2 separate regions of the Sus scrofa genome follow, and region 1 is linked to region 2. The links are chromatin contacts, called in public HiChIP or PLAC-seq maps. All regions are on one chromosome and are shown on one strand. Each heading gives the region's core, a stretch centred on a gene start, on an enhancer-like site or on the middle of the called end of the contact. The rest is flanking DNA. Distances are from core to core; before and after follow the strand shown. Region 1 holds the start of PLEKHA2 (pleckstrin homology domain-containing family A member 2). Region 2 overlaps PLEKHA2 (pleckstrin homology domain-containing family A member 2).

What was found. HiChIP or PLAC-seq counts read pairs in DNA pulled down with a chosen protein or histone mark.
Region 1: a contact with region 2 is called in an H3K27ac HiChIP or PLAC-seq map of alveolar macrophages. The contact joins the promoter of PLEKHA2 here to the enhancer-like site in region 2. A contact is called at or near these places in 10 of 47 Hi-C or Micro-C datasets (alveolar macrophages, blood, embryonic fibroblasts and 6 more) and 2 of 2 datasets of contacts at active chromatin or transcription factors (alveolar macrophages and skeletal muscle).

What each region holds. Positions count from the first base shown.
Region 1 is chr15:47,695,303-47,699,429 of Sscrofa11.1, forward strand. PLEKHA2 (pleckstrin homology domain-containing family A member 2) reads right to left here and starts at 1,936. Exons shown (of 13, transcript XM_021075122.1): 1 at 1,689-1,936. LOC106506225 (a long non-coding RNA gene) reads left to right here and starts at 2,676. Exons shown (of 3, transcript XR_001301397.2): 1 at 2,676-3,892.
Region 2 is chr15:47,639,732-47,643,963 of Sscrofa11.1, forward strand. It overlaps PLEKHA2 (pleckstrin homology domain-containing family A member 2), which reads right to left. Exons shown (of 13, transcript XM_021075122.1): 10 at 1,751-1,814. Among named protein-coding and RNA genes, the nearest start is that of HTRA4, 16 kb to the left of the region's middle. Within about 2 kb of position 1,655, at least 28 of the 83 cell types and tissues checked have an H3K27ac peak or open chromatin away from gene starts, as enhancers often do. A contact at or near this core is called in alveolar macrophages, retroperitoneal adipose tissue and skeletal muscle, where this site is marked.

The sequences.
Region 1 (4,127 bases), core at 686-3,185, 56 kb after region 2:
GCATGCAATAGAAGGCTGATATCTGAATCGATGAGGGAGGGTGTTTTTAAAAGCCTCCTTTTGAGAGTTCCCATCATGGCTCAGCAGAAACTAATCTAATATCCATGAGGATGCAGGTTCAATTCCTGGCCTTGCTCACTGGGTTAAGGATCTGGCGTTGCTGTAGCTGTGGTGTAGGTCGAAGAGGAGGCTCAGATCCTGGGTTGCTGTGGCTGTGGCGTAAGGCCGGCAGCTACAGCTCTGATTCAACCCCTAGCCTGGAAACCTCCATGTGCCGTGGGTGCGGCCCTAAAAAGACAAAACAAACAAAAAAGCCTCCTTTAGTTTCACAAAGCCTGCTGGATCTCTATTTTAGTAATCTGCATTGAGTTCTAGGTTGTAGATGTGCAGCCTAGCCTGTGTCCTCCATCAGACTGTAAGCTACCTGAAGAGACAGGCTTCCTTTTGTTCATCACTGCCTTTCTTGCCTTAATTACCCAATAAATGTCCATTGAACGCAACTGAAATAGAAAACAAGATCAAGATCTTTGGCTTTACTGTTTCTGAAGACTCTGCCACCAAAGAAAAATGATAAAGCTCCAGAAAAGAGGAAAAAGGGGCGCGACTTAAATATATTAAGAACAACGGAAAAAAATTAAAGCAAACAAATAAGAGCAACAGGGGTACAGTTTTGGAACTTCAGCCCAAGTGCAACCACGGCTCAGCGGGCTGAAGTGCCTCCGGGAGCCCACAGCTGGCGACCCGGCAGAATGCTTGTCCCCTCCCCCTCCCCTGCTGTTAACTCGCGTCTGAAAAACCCCATTCGGAGTCCTAAAGAAAGACTGGAGGAGGGGGTGGGAGAAGGAGTCAGAAGGGGAAGATTCACCAAGTAGGAAGGAAACCTTAAAGCGGGAGGCTGGGGGAAGGGGGGGGGGCGGTGTGCAGGGCTGGCCTGACGAGGGAGATGAGTACGCCCCGAGCTAGGTGGCCCCGCCGCACCTCCTCTCTGGACGTGTCTGCACACTTGCTTTCCTACAGTCTTCAAAACTGGAGCAGAAGAGGGAAGCTTGTAAGGTGAGGAAGAAGTTAGGGAGACGTACAGACAGCTCCCCTCGAAGTGCTTTCCCAACCTGGCACCGAACCTGCATTTGAGGACCGTTTCCTTCAAGTCTCCCCAGAGTCCGGAGTTCCAGAAGCCGGAGGGCCCTGCTGCACCCAAAGGGAAAGGAGGGATCTCCCCCGGGAGCCTTCTAGGCCTGCCATGTAATAAGGTTGATAGGGGAAGAGAAAGAGGAGTTTCCACAGCCCAATCCGTGCCCCAAGGGACTTGCCTGGGCGTCCTTTGCTTGCCTTCCCTACCCGCAGCCCGGGCAGTCGTTGCGGGGCCGGTGCCCCAGCGTCAGAGCCCGCAGAGAAGTTTCGCCGCTGCAAACGTGAGAAAACGCAGCTCAGCAGCACACCCGCCCGGACCCGGCCCGCGGCCCCACCCCCGCAGCCCGACCCCTGGCGGCCGCGACCTTGGCCACCCCGCGCGCTCCCGAGGGCCGGAGGAGGGGCTGCGCCCCCGGCTTCCCTGGGGCCCCGGGGGCCGCCGCGACCTCCCCGGAACCATCAGCCCGCAGGCAGGAGCCCCCGCCCGGTCCCTCGCCGGCCCCCGCGCGCCTCTCTGCGCCGCTCGGTTCCTGGGGCCGCGCGAGAGCCCCACTTACCCCGCCGCGCAGGGCCGGGGCTCGGGCCGGGTGCGTGGGTTACATCGGGCTGGGAGGCGCCTCTCCGGCCCGGCGGGCTGTCGCTCTCGGGGATTTTTGTCGCCACGAAACTCTAGGGGCCTCTCGCTCCTCTCGCTCTTCTCCCCCCCCAACCCCCACACCCTCCTTCTCTCTTGTCTCTCGGCTCTTTTTTCCGGGTTAATTACGTTTCGCATTAAAGGAAAACCCAGCCCCGGATGTGAGTACAATGCTCCGCCGAGCCCGCCGGGGGAAGAGAAGGGTGCCGGGGCGCCGCAGGCTGGGAGGGGGCGCGGCCCGGCGCGCAAGCTGCGCGGACCCGGCGGGGGCGCGGCGCCCGGAGGCGGCCCCCGAGGCTACCGGCCTGGACCACCTCGCCGGCGCCGGCGGCCCGGCAGGTGGGACGCGGCCGCAGGGTGGGAGGCCCTATTCTCCGACGCCGGCCTCGGGCAGCAGGTGTCCGAGCGGGAAAGGGGCTCCGGGATGAGGGCATCTTAGAAGGAGGGAGCGCAGACTCTCTCTTTACCCCATTCTTTTTCCCAAAGCCACCAGCGGCTTCACTTAGGCTTCCCGAGGACCCAGAGCCCTTAGCCATGAGGGGCCGCGGGGTTAAGTCTAGGGTTAGGATAGATTGAAGCACCGCTGATTCTCCTGGGTTGTCATGAATGCATCCCGGGAGCCCCGTGGGGTGGTACGTTCTAACGGGTGCGTAGGGACTTTTTCAGAGCGTGGCTCAAAGACGCCCTTCCAGCCCTCAGAGCGGGAGGGTGCTCTGGGGAAAAATGGGAACAGACAAACAGGTATTAAGTAATATTGCTAAGAGGAACCTAAGAGAACCACTGGGTGCCAGTGCATCCTCTGCGTTATCTCATTCGATCCACGCGGCAACCCTGTGGGTATCCATCCTCTTCACGATGAGGAAACCGAGACTCTGAGACGTTAAGTAATTTGCCCTGGGTACCCACAGTTAATCAATGGCTGGTCAGTCAGGTTCTGAGGCCGGCCTCTCAGGTGAGGAGATAGGTATTTATTTAAATATACATTAAGTCGGGCACTTAAAGCCCGAAACTCAGAACCGTGGTGGATTCACCCTAGGATGGAGGACGCAGCGCTGCGATTTCTGGGGATTCTGATGCAAACGCAGTTGGTAAGGCCTGAGTCCGAGTTACTGGGCTTTGACAGAGGGGAGGGTTGAAGAAGACCCTCGAAGCTCAAAGTCTGGTTAAGCGGAATTGCCAGAAAGGCTGGTCCACATCCCAGTGTTGTAGGGGAAAGGCAGACTGTTCAGTCGTCCCCGGGACCTGAGGCAACAAGGCCTGAAGGAAGGGGGTGGGGGGCAGCCAGATCTGCCAGGAGGGAGGCAGGACCACACGCGCAGCACACACCCCGAAAGCACCAGTGATGAAACCACACTCGTTTCCTCTTCCATTTTGATTGCCAAAGCAAAAAAGAAAACGAGCCGCCTGCTCTCTCAGGTGTGAAAAAAGACTGTTGGCTTCAGAACATTTTGCTTTGAATGAGGAAGGAAAGGGGAACACAAGAAAAAAAAAATTCCTTTGAAACAAATATATCAATGTCATTTTTTTTCTTTCTGCTCTTGAAGATTTCTGCCACTCAGGTAAATTTCAGGCAGAGCATGTACTCTGGAACCAGAGGGCCTGGGTTTAAATCCCAGCTCTGGCGCCTATTAGTTCTGATCCCAGGGCAAGTGACAGTGTTTCAGTGCCTCTCTTTCCACATCTAGTTGGAGGAATAGTCAATGGGTCAACATTTGTAAAGTGTTTGGACCACTGCGGATCATGAAGTAGGTGCTAGGTGAATGTTTTTTAATGTAAACATTGGATTATGGTTTTCAGCATGAAAAGGAACAAAACTCCATTCAGCTCCCAGCAAATCCAACTAGAACTGAAGGTTTCCAGGGTGAGCAAAGAGGTAATAGTCTCAGATAACATGGTATGGTTCATATTTAAAACCCATAAAACTCTACTCTCCGCTCCACCCTGTGGGGTGCCTGCCTGAGTCACTCAATCTCAGAGCCACAAATATTTTCTGAGCACTACTGTATTGGATGCCTGGGAGGCAAAAAGGAGCCAACAGCCTTGGGTCTCCTGGAGAGGATACAACTGTTCTTAGGAGGTTCAGGCAGCCCTGTGTTCCTCTTGAAAGTGTCGCAGAAATGGCACAGAGTAAGTACCATCAACCTTTAGAGGAAGTATGTGTGTGTGTGTGTGTGTGTCTGTGTGTGTGTGTCTGTGGGTCCGGGGGCGGGGGAAGAGCGGTGTCCTGGAGAAGGAGGTGGATTTTTTTTTTTTTTTTTTTTTGGCCACCCCAAAGCATATGGAGCTCCCAGGCCAGAGATCACACTTGAGCCACAGTTGCTACTAAGCTGCAGCTGCAGCAACGCCAAATCCTTAACCTACT
Region 2 (4,232 bases), core at 405-2,904:
CTGTTCCCTGTTCCCTCTGCCTGGGACACTCTTCTTCCAATGGACTTGACTTAGAGGTATCTTCCTTCAGGAAACCTCTCCTGTCTCCCTGAGGCTGGGGGAGGGACCCCTCTTAGGAGTTCCCATGGCAACCGCTCCTCACTCTAATGGTAGTCCTTCCCACACTGTTTCCTTGTTTTGTTTATTCCCAATCCCCATCAGTGGGGCTGTCTCATACATGTAACACATTTAGGTTCTTTGGTCATAATCTGCAGGCCATATTGGGATCCCCTGACCTCCTAAATTATTTCTTTTTGTTTTTTTATTTTCTTTTTTGACTGCCTTGCAGCATGTGGAGTTCTGGGGCTAAAGATCAAACCTGAACCGTAGTTGAAACCTATGCCACAGCTGTGGCAACACCAGATCCTTAGCTCACTGTGCCTGGCCAGGGATTGAACTTGCATCACAAGGCTCCAGAGATGCCACCAATCCCATTGCACCACAGCAGGAACTCCCTAAATGATTTCTTAAATTTGCACAAATGATATGCTATGTGCTGTAAAATTTTACGTTGTGCACATGCCAGTATCATCCACAATGGTTTCACTGCCCTAAATGTTCCCCTGTGCTCCTCTCTCCAACATGCCCTCCCCCACCTCGTTGCACTGTTCTGGCTGCCTGTTTGCTTGATTCTCTCCTTCTCTGGTTCAGGATCTCTTCTGTTTAAGGCGGGGTCCCCAGCATGAGGCAATACTGGGAACATCGAGGATGCTCAACAAATAGCTGTTAAATCCAAGAACTGGAAACTCTTCTGCTGCACCTACAGCTCGAACTTTGTCCCCAAAGGGCAGTGGAGCCGCTCTAACGAAGCAGCAGTTTCCACAGCTCTCCCCTGATGGCACAGGGCTCGTCTGAGTGACCGGAATCCATAGATGGATGCCTCAGGCTGTGAGCATGTCTGCTGGGCTCAAGCAGAGGGTGCCCAGCTCGTAGGGAGCCACTGCCTAAGAAATGGGGCCAGGGCGATCCCTTGAAAGGGAGGGTGTTTAGCGTGGAGTGCACTGGGAACCCTGAAAAGCTTTGGCTGGGGAGCCGCACATGTAAACCAAGCTTCTCCACAGCAGTCTCACCACTAGCAACGCAGCATCAGCACGAGGCTGCAGGGATCAAGGCACACTCTGTGGGCTGCCAGGCAGGCTGGGGTGGGGACTTGGCCTTGAACGTGTAGGCCATGCTACAGGCTAGAAATCTGCCTTTCTAGCGCCTGTGATTTCAGAAGGAGCTGGGAGAACTCCAAAGCCGTGGGTGGAAGGGAGAAGCTTCTGAGAGCTGAAGCGTCAGGGCCCCAACAATGGCTTCCTCTGTGCAGCTGGGCTGTGCACCTGGCGCCTGCAGAGGCCCGCTGTGCTTTCGTCCTTCCGCACACAGTGATGTCCACACACAGACAGGGCTTATAAATACCCTCCAAGGGAGAAGTGAAACCACTGACCAGTTCTCCTTTTCTCTGCTTAGCTGGCGCCCCAGCAGCTGAGGGCAGCTGGTACAAAGTCACATTCCCCAGTTTAGGGGTTCAACCCGCTCTCATGATTTTATGGGAGGGAAGCTTCTGGCAAACATCCTGTTTAGAATAAAATGGGACTCAGACTGACTATCAGGGGCTAAATTTACCACCGAGAAACTTCGGCCAAAATAAAAGAGAAAGCAAAGGGAAAGGCAGGTCTACAAGCACACCGCCCACAGTAAAAGGAACGTCAGTGAAGGAGCTTTTTACCTGCACGTAGAAGGTCCTAGAGCTTGTTATTATTTCGAACAGGTTGTCCCTCATCAGGAGATCACTAGACAGAGAAAGAGAAAGAAAGTGAAGGCATGCTGGTCACATGTTGAGGACTAAATTCATCGTAAGTCAGGTACCCGTGGCCCCTATCATAAAAGGGGGTTCAGAGGCCGTTCCCCCTGTGGCCCTTGCCTCAGAAACTCCTACAGGGTTTCTTCCAGCCTCACTTTCTGGAGGGTCTCAGAAAGGGTTTAACCATCCCTGCAGACTGCCCTCCCCGATACACAACCACCACCAGCGGTAGCAAGATAAAGCCCCTTGGTTTCTAAAACCTCTCGCCCCGTAGGCACCATGACTTACAGCTGTGCTTCTGTAGTGGCTTAAAGTGCTTTGTGAGTGTTTCTATTTTAGGGTCAGGTAGATAAACTGTTATATGTCTATTATACACGCACACACTGTTACATGTCTATTATATACCAACTATTTATAAACAAATAAAATATATTTATATTTTACTTATTATTTATTATATAGTAATACATACACACACATTTATATGTCCATCATATAGCTCAAGAAAACATATAAATAAATATATATACTTCATATATTTTCTTGAGTTATGCTGGATATTTAACAGTATATTAGTTTCAGGTGTACGAGATGACTCGATCTTTGTACATATTGCAAATGATCCCTGTCTAGTAACACTTGCCACCACACAGTTACAATTTTTTTGACTTGTGATAACTTTTTCTTTTTTTGGCCACCCAGCAGTATATGGAGTTCCTGGGCCAGGGATCAGATCTGAGCCACAGTTGCGATCTACACCAGAGCTCGGCAACACCAGATCCTTAACCCACTGTGCCAGGCTGGGGATTGAACCTGCTCCAGAGATGCCGCTGATCCTGTTGGTGCCACATTCGGAACTCCTGACTTGTGATAACTCTTAAGATATACACTCTTAGCAAGTTTCAAATATAGAATACAGTGTGGTTAACTACAGTCACCACGCCATATGTTCCATGCCCAGGACTTGTTTTATTTTATAATTGGAGGTTTGTACCTTTCGATTCCCTCTACCCGTTTTGAACACTCCCCACCCTCTGCCTTTAAGACTACCACAGATCTGTTCCTTGGGTTTTTTTTTTTTTTTTTTGTCTTTTTGCTTTTTCTAGGGCCACTCCTGCGGCGTATGGGTGTTCCCAGGCTAGGGGTCCAATTGGAGCTGTAGCTGCCGGCCTACGCCAGAGCCATGGCACCATGGGATCCAAGCCGCGTCTGCAACCTACACCACAGCTCACGGCAATGCCAGATCCTCAACCCATTGAGCAAGGGCAGGGATCGAACCCGCAACCTCATGGTTCCTAGTCAGATTCGCTAACCACTGTGCCACGACAGGAACTCCTGTTCCTTAGGCTTTTTAAGGTGTTATTCCATCCAATCTTCACAACAATCCAATGAGGCACTGAGATCTGCCCCACTTTATGGATGGAGAAACCCAGGCGCAGAGAGGTGACATGTCCATGGTGCTGGAGTAAGTAAATGGCAGAGCCAGGACTTGAACCCAGGTCTGACTCGAGTCTATGCTCCTAATTACTCCATTGCCAGGTATCTCTCCTAAGAAACCAGAATGGGTCATTTCCAAAGCCTTTCTCCAGCCAGGCAGCAACCTCTCAGCTTCACTGAATCCCTGCTCTCATGAGGGGACTGGATGCTAAAGAGGAGAAAAGGAAGGGGAAAGCAGACTACTTCAAATTGGGAAGATGCTTCTACCTGGGTGTGAGGTTTGGCAGAGGGATCCTGACTTATGCAAGGAAGGAAGAAGATGAGAAGTAGCTGATGCACAACTACAAACCCCCTCAACAGCTGAAATTACTGTTGAAATACCTGCTGTATGTATCAAGTCACCACAGAGAATATATAAGGAGTGAAAGAGCCAATTCCTTTCCCATTAAAGAACATAAAAAACACAAAACTAGTCAATAAGATGTTAGACTGTGTGCTATATGTCCAGAGACTAATTCCCCAAAAGGACTGAACACAGGTAAGGCTGGTTTCGGAAACCAGACTTGTTAGGAAATAGCTGGACCTTGGCCAGTGTCATGGGTATCTGGGCAAAGGAGGAACATGAGATTAAAGACCCACACAATCAGGGGACAGCAATCAGGGGTCCAACAGACCTGGGACCCCTTTTCCCAAGGGCCCTGACTCCACTGGGAAAAGGTATCTTAGGAATATGCTTAAAACTTTGTGAGCTTTTTTTTTTTTTTTTTTTTTAAACATCTGCACCTGCAGCATATGGAAGTTCCCAGACTAGGGGTCAAATGTGGAGCTACAGATGCTGGCCTACAATGCCACAGCCATAGCAACACCAGAACCAAGCCTCATCTGCTCAGCTTGCGTCAATGACGGATCTTTAACCCACTGAACAAGGCCAGGGATCAAACCTGCACCTCACAGACACTATGTCAGGTTC